Linked DNA regions of Salmo salar: region 1 is linked to region 2. The links are chromatin contacts, called in public Hi-C maps. All regions are on one chromosome and are shown on one strand. Each heading gives the region's core, a stretch centred on a gene start, on an enhancer-like site or on the middle of the called end of the contact. The rest is flanking DNA. Distances are from core to core; before and after follow the strand shown. Region 1 holds the start of mych (myelocytomatosis oncogene homolog). Region 2 holds the start of osgn1 (oxidative stress induced growth inhibitor 1).

The links. A called contact is a pair of places that touch in the nucleus more often than the background predicts.
Region 1: a Hi-C map of gill shows a contact between it and region 2, with 3 times the contacts expected there. The contact joins the promoter of mych here to the promoter of osgn1 in region 2. A contact is called at or near these places in 3 of 3 Hi-C or Micro-C datasets (blood, gill and muscle).

The regions. Positions count from the first base shown.
Region 1 is chrssa12:42,179,806-42,183,072 of Ssal_v3.1, forward strand. It overlaps mych (myelocytomatosis oncogene homolog), which reads right to left and starts at 1,445. Exons shown (of 3, transcript NM_001173631.1): 1 at 1,286-1,445.
Region 2 is chrssa12:41,902,118-41,905,258 of Ssal_v3.1, forward strand. osgn1 (oxidative stress induced growth inhibitor 1) reads left to right here and starts at 1,619. Exons shown (of 6, transcript XM_014131667.2): 1 at 1,619-1,920.

The DNA.
Region 1 (3,267 bases), core at 195-2,694, 280 kb after region 2:
CATAATTTAAACAGCTGGGGAGCTCAGTCTCCAAATTAACATTTTCCTCAAGGAAAGTTCAACATCTCTCCCATTCAGATTCACATTTTCTGGTTGTGCTAGTCGTATGTACGGGATATACACGTCAAACGAAATGCTACTTTTCGTTTCTTTCTCGACAATTCAACAATAAAAAATGATTAAAGATATGAATATGAACAAATTAAATGGCTCAGCAGAATAAAATTAACATTTTATTATAAGTAGGCTGGCTATAATACAGGAATGCACAATTTGTTGGGAAAGGGGGATTGGGGGACAAATGTTTAAATTGGGTAGTATTTAACAATAACATTTCAGAAATATCACAGGTACATGTATATCAATCAACTACAATGCATCTACCACAGTTAGCTTAATAGCTGACGTTTAGTCGAACATTTAAACACCGGAGATTGGTGCTGAAAAACTACGGCGAACCAGCACGCCCACACTTGTCGCCGCTGAACTCAATCGTAAAGCGTGGCTAAAATACCAGTAGACGTTTTAAAGGGCTAAAGTGGTGCAGTTACTATAAACAAGCAGTAGGCTAGCAGAACAGAGAATAACTATGGCAAAACTAGGCTAACGTTACATATGGGCGTTCAACCTGGACATTTCATTTGATTAGTTAAGCTGGGGTGGGTATAATTTGTGGAACGTTCCAACAGAATATGTTCCAAAAACGTCGTAAAGTACAAGGTTGCTAAGAAACAACGCATACAAAGTAGCATGATCAATTCACCTAGCTAACTAGCCGCCGAATAGGAATCAACTCACCACGTAGTTTATTCTTAATGTTTGTCCATAGGCTACCAGAGTGAAGACAGACATTTTTCGTAATAAACGTGATGAATGACAAACTTAATGAAATAGCCCACTCCCTAACTTTGTATGCGTTGTTGGCAACCTTGTTATTTACGAAGTTTCTGGAACAGATTTCTGTTGGAATGTTCCACAAATTATACCCACCCGTTAATCTGAATTTACAAAAAAAATACAAACTAGCCTAGCATGCATCGACAGTTGCACATTAAAAATGTTTGCCAAAATAAAGAATTGAAGCTAAAAATCACTCATGCATAATAAATGACCCTTTCGTGCATTCTGTAATCTATTTTGAAATAGAAGTGTTTTAAACGTCTGATAGCGAGCTAGTTAGACAAACTACGAAAGAAACCCACCTAAATTACCGGCATGTGGGAAAAAACACGTGAAAAAAAACCCATGTGAAATAAACTCTGACCCTGTAAATATAAACTCTTACCTTTATTCTTTCAGGGGGTGAGAAAAGGAAGAAGACGCCTTTTTTCGTGAGTTGTTAAATTCCAACGAAATTTAAACAGAGATAAACTAATGTAATTATTCTGCTGTATCTGAAAGTACTGAAGGTCCACTGCGTTTTAATCTAGCTACCATACCTCACGCACTATACCAGATCGATCTGTGGGTGGGTGTGGCGGCGAGACAGATTTCACTATATACTACCACAGCACAGCAGTATCCTTCCACAGCCCAAAATCGCGCCAAAACGTAACAATCAATATGGGACATTAGATTTTAAATATTCTACTGCCTTTATAATGTTCATTTGGTATAAATACGTATGCATCTGCTCGGAAAATACGGGGACAAAACACACACCGCAGAACGTGTTTAAGGAAAGGTCTATACCGTCTGGAGACGCGGATGGATCTACTCTCCATGCGCATTATGGAATTCCAAGAAAATGGAGGCGGGCTGGGTACAAATTTACACGTGTGTTCTCACAAATGCCGGGTGTCTCGTCTGGTTCTTAGCACCAGCAATAATGATATTAATAATAAGGCATCTTCCGTTTTATGATATGGGAATGAGTTTATGGCTACGTTGGACATTTCAAAGCAATTCACCAGCCAGTCCTGGAACGCACCATAGATTATTTGCACGCATTTACGCCTAACAAAACGAAACGCCCAAACTATAATGCCGAATCTATTAATTCAAATACTAAATAATAGTACGGTTTAACCTTGCGAAAATGGAAGTAGAGGGTACCCTACAATAGTATTCACATTAGTTACATAAGGAAGAGCAAAACTCGGTGGGGAATCACAGATTAGATGATTCATTACATTGACCAGATACTGTAGTATCGCCTGAACAATGTAAAGAAACGTCTTCAAAGATGGAAGGCAGTCGGGAGAAGAAAAGATCAGGTGGGACGGTTCTAGCCAATAAGAGGGCAGATACGCGTGGACAAGGGTTTCCACTAATTACCACAGCCACAAAGTAAAGATAATGCTAAATTGGGGGAAAAAATCATGAAAACCCAAATTTGCTTTTTGCTTCTACTTCAAGGTTAGGGTTAGGCATAGGGTTAGCAGTGTGGTTACGGTTAGATTTAAAATCACATTTTAAGAAGATACATTGTAGATATAAACTGGGTTTATGACTTTGTGGCTGTGGTAACTAGTGAAGACCAAGCACAACTCCTATCTATATAAAGTGTTTTTTCCTTAAAGTTGCCAGGATGTCACGTCTCCTACTTATATCAGTACACTCGTAACAACCTAATCATTATGAAACTTCAGTTCGATCAAATGAGCCACACGTAGCAAATAAACCATTACATGTTTTTTTTCTTCTCCAAATTCAACTCTCTCATTGACCTCCATACAAAAACTCGCTCGGTGAGCGGAAAAGAAAGCCCCCTGCTGGAGAAGACAGATTTTTGGGCCCAGTTACTTCTCTTGCTTCACCATTTACTCTCTGGGGAATGCACTGCGTACTAGAACAAGGAGTATGTGCAGCCGGAGTTGCATCTGATACAATTAGTCCAGACTACAAAGTGGATTTTTGCAATACAAATCTACCCTAATTTTTAAAAAACAAAATAAAATAATGTATTCATTTCTGAAAAACTATAGGAATTATGTCAGTGAGCCACTTTCATACATCTTCATTGACATTCAGTCATGTGTAATCAGTGTGCCAATCAGTAGGCTACCTCAAATAACATGAACAATATTGTCTATATGAGCTAAGATCAGTCTTTGTTAGGAGGACTGACTGGCTGCTGGCTCTTGCTCAACCAGGCTAATATGGGTGAACTGAAAGAGTGGGTTAATGTGCCACCTAGAAGTTTCTGTCAGATTGGCCCACGACGAGATGGCCCACGACGAGAGTAGCCTGTAGAAGAAACTGAATGAACTCTGCTGTCAGACTGGCCCACTGAACCAGTGTAGCCTGTAATAGAAACTGAATTAA
Region 2 (3,141 bases), core at 369-2,868:
GGGTTCCTGCAGATGCAAGAATGCCTACATTTATGTTATTTTTTTTATCCTTTATTTATCCAGATTAGTCTCGTTGAGATAAAATATTGTTTTTAAAGAGAGACCTGGTTCAACCAAGAAAGCAGCAGGGGGAACAATGTTTCAGTCATAGACACACCATAAACAGCATTTAAACGTAGACACGCATACATTACAATTACAGAAACAGAAGCGTTTTAGAAACTTGTTGACTATATAAAAGTATTTGGAATGATTATAACAATAAACACTCGCAAACAAAGTGCACAAGACGCACGGCTCATTCGACATTGCAGTTGAGTTTAAAGACAAGTCAACTGACTGATCTATAAATCACCTTGCATCCTAAAAACTACTCAATATTATCTGTAGATCAGTCAGTCACAATTTACCCATGACTCATCCCGGTTTTGATGCTCTCGAACACAGCCATGGGCTCAACTACCTTCAATGGTGAGAGTTGCCGCGTTCACGTGCTAGTCGGAACTAGTAAACTCAAACATTTCCGACATGCTAACTGGTTGTAGTTATACACGTGCCGCTTTCAGCAAGTCGGAAATTTCAGTCTTCTAGTTCTAACTAGAATGTGAACGCGGCAAGTGGTCTCTGCATGTGTGTGAACGCATGCAGGAAGGCATGTGAGTTGCGGGCCCCGAATGGTGGGTAGCAATCACACCGTTCTCCATTTGAGACCATTCCATTTGTCCTTGAGGGAAATCTTAATCCACCCTCGGCACCAGACCATTCAAAACAAACTTGCCCAGTTGCTTGCATGATGTTCAGTGCTATCTGTGATCCTTGGGATGTCCATACCCTAACCCCTAGCATTTAAGATGTAAACTTCAATGGGGTAGGGACGTCCCAAGGATCCCAGATAGCGCGGATTGCATCATTAAGGAGAAAGCCTATAGTCATTTTAAGCGTCATCTCCCGTTGACAATGACGAGAGGGGCAGGTTTAAGTGGCCAGAGTCAGAGTTGTGCAGAAAGTGTTGTATGTTGAGGCAGTGAAAAAAGTAGAGGAGGATGGGTCAAGGGTGAGGGATCCTGAGAGGATCCCAGTGAGTAGTTTTTTTTTTACCAGCACAGAGGGATAGGACAATGAGTGATTTATGTTTGAGTAAGGTTGGCTTCTTAGCCTTCATAGCAATGGTTATCAACTGTACTGCAGAAATGGAATGTAAAATCGCAGAAAATGTGTTGTGGTGGAAGCTGCATAGAAGTATACGAGATTTGAATTCAGAAGAATTACAGGGTGTGTTGAGGGATGGTGTCCCGTCATCCCAGTATGTTGACATAGTGCAGGAGCAGATGGGGTCAAAGTAGTGGAATGGGGGAGTGGGTTTTTAATGAGTATAGGTGGCAGTTGAAGAGAAGTACCTGGGTATACAAGATCTTAATGCAAAAGAGTTAATGGGGTGGTGATTTACATTTTTTATGAAATTGTGATATATAGGTGTAGGGTTAATTGGTGGAATTATTATTATTATTATTATTTAGGAACCGGAATAATTAAGATAATTTAATGTAGGTAGGCCGTGACTGGTCTCACACTTCAGTACAGTAGGTGGCGGTGTATGGACTTTAAAGTTGGATGCGATCCACCAACCCAATTCCAAAGATGAAGAAGAAGGTGACCATGAGTGGCTGGTGAACACAACGCAAATAGGAATTATAAAATTAGTTCATGCTCATCTTCCATCGCGGGTTACCGTAACATTGCAGCATTTTACACATGTCGGTGAAAGAGTCACATAACGAGAATTTGAGGCATATCTTTAGAGATTGCAGTCGGTTGAACCTGCCTGGGGAAGGAATCGAAGGTTTTCAACAAGGGTAGGCGTTTGATAACTCTAGCAGCGTTTAAGGGATATCAGCGGTAGCCTTGTCTTCATAGCTATCGGTAAGTGGAAACATTGTAGTCAATATTTCAATATTTTCGTTCTCCTTATTGGGCCCATTTAGCTTTTCTCCGACGTCTTCTAGGCTGTTCCTGATGTGTCTGTTGGTAAATAGCGAATTTGACGTGGTTTCAATGTGCCGGTTGCCGATGGAAACCGTAGACGGGAACCCAGCATTGAAGTAGAAATCTAAATCATTTAACCAAGGCTATCAGTCTAGACGTTTTGCGTTGGATTCAGGTTGTGTGTGTGTGTGTGTGTGTGTGTGTGTTTAATCTATCGATAATTAGGCTACAGTCCAGTTAGAAGGCTGCGTCGGCTGCAGTCAAATGGTCCACTACGAGACTACAATCGGGCTGTTTGCGGGTACTGTGCACGTCTCGCGTAGCACAACGGAAATTTTTGGCTACAATATAGGACCCATCATTCATTCGAACCTAGCGAGGTAATTTGGTAAGCATTTTCAGCCAGGATGGCGAATATTGACATGTATTCGATTTATGATAACATGGCACATTATTTATAACCATAGCGCATTGAGTCGTTAGCAGTTATATCATAACCTCATGTGGTGTTCTGTCAGGATTACATCATTGGTACAGTGATACAAAGGCCGGGAGATGGCGGGATTGAGTCGTTACATTTTACCGTCCAAAGGGACTCTGTTTATGCAAGGCAAACCCGTTTTTGTGATTTCTGGTATCAAAATAAATGAATCACAGCACGTTTTTGGAGTCATTCAGCAGTTTTTACCCGAATAAGTACAATAGCATTGGGAATGAATATTGGAAGTTTAATTAATCTTAAATTGAAAGGGATGTTATCGGTTCTCCCTGTTGACAAGACATTCATAAAGTTTCTTTCAAAAATGACTTATTAAAGCACCCAAATAATAGCCTGCAGTTGTAACCGATGTGAAATGGCTAGTTAGTTAGCGGTGGTGCGCGCTAATAGCGTTTCAATCAGTGACGTCACTCGCTCTGAGACTTGAAGTAGGGTTTCCCCTTGCGTTGCAAGGGCCGCGGCTTTTGTGGCGTGATGGGTAACGATGCTTCGTGGGGTGTCAGTTGTTGATGTGTGCAAGGGTCCCTGGTTCGAGCCCGGGTTGGGGCGAAGAGAGGGACGGAACCTACACTGTTACAGTTACACACGGCTTTGTTCTGTGTAATTGTGGGCTGTTCTTTGGGTGCTGAAATCAGTAGTTTTTGATAAAAATGAAGTTG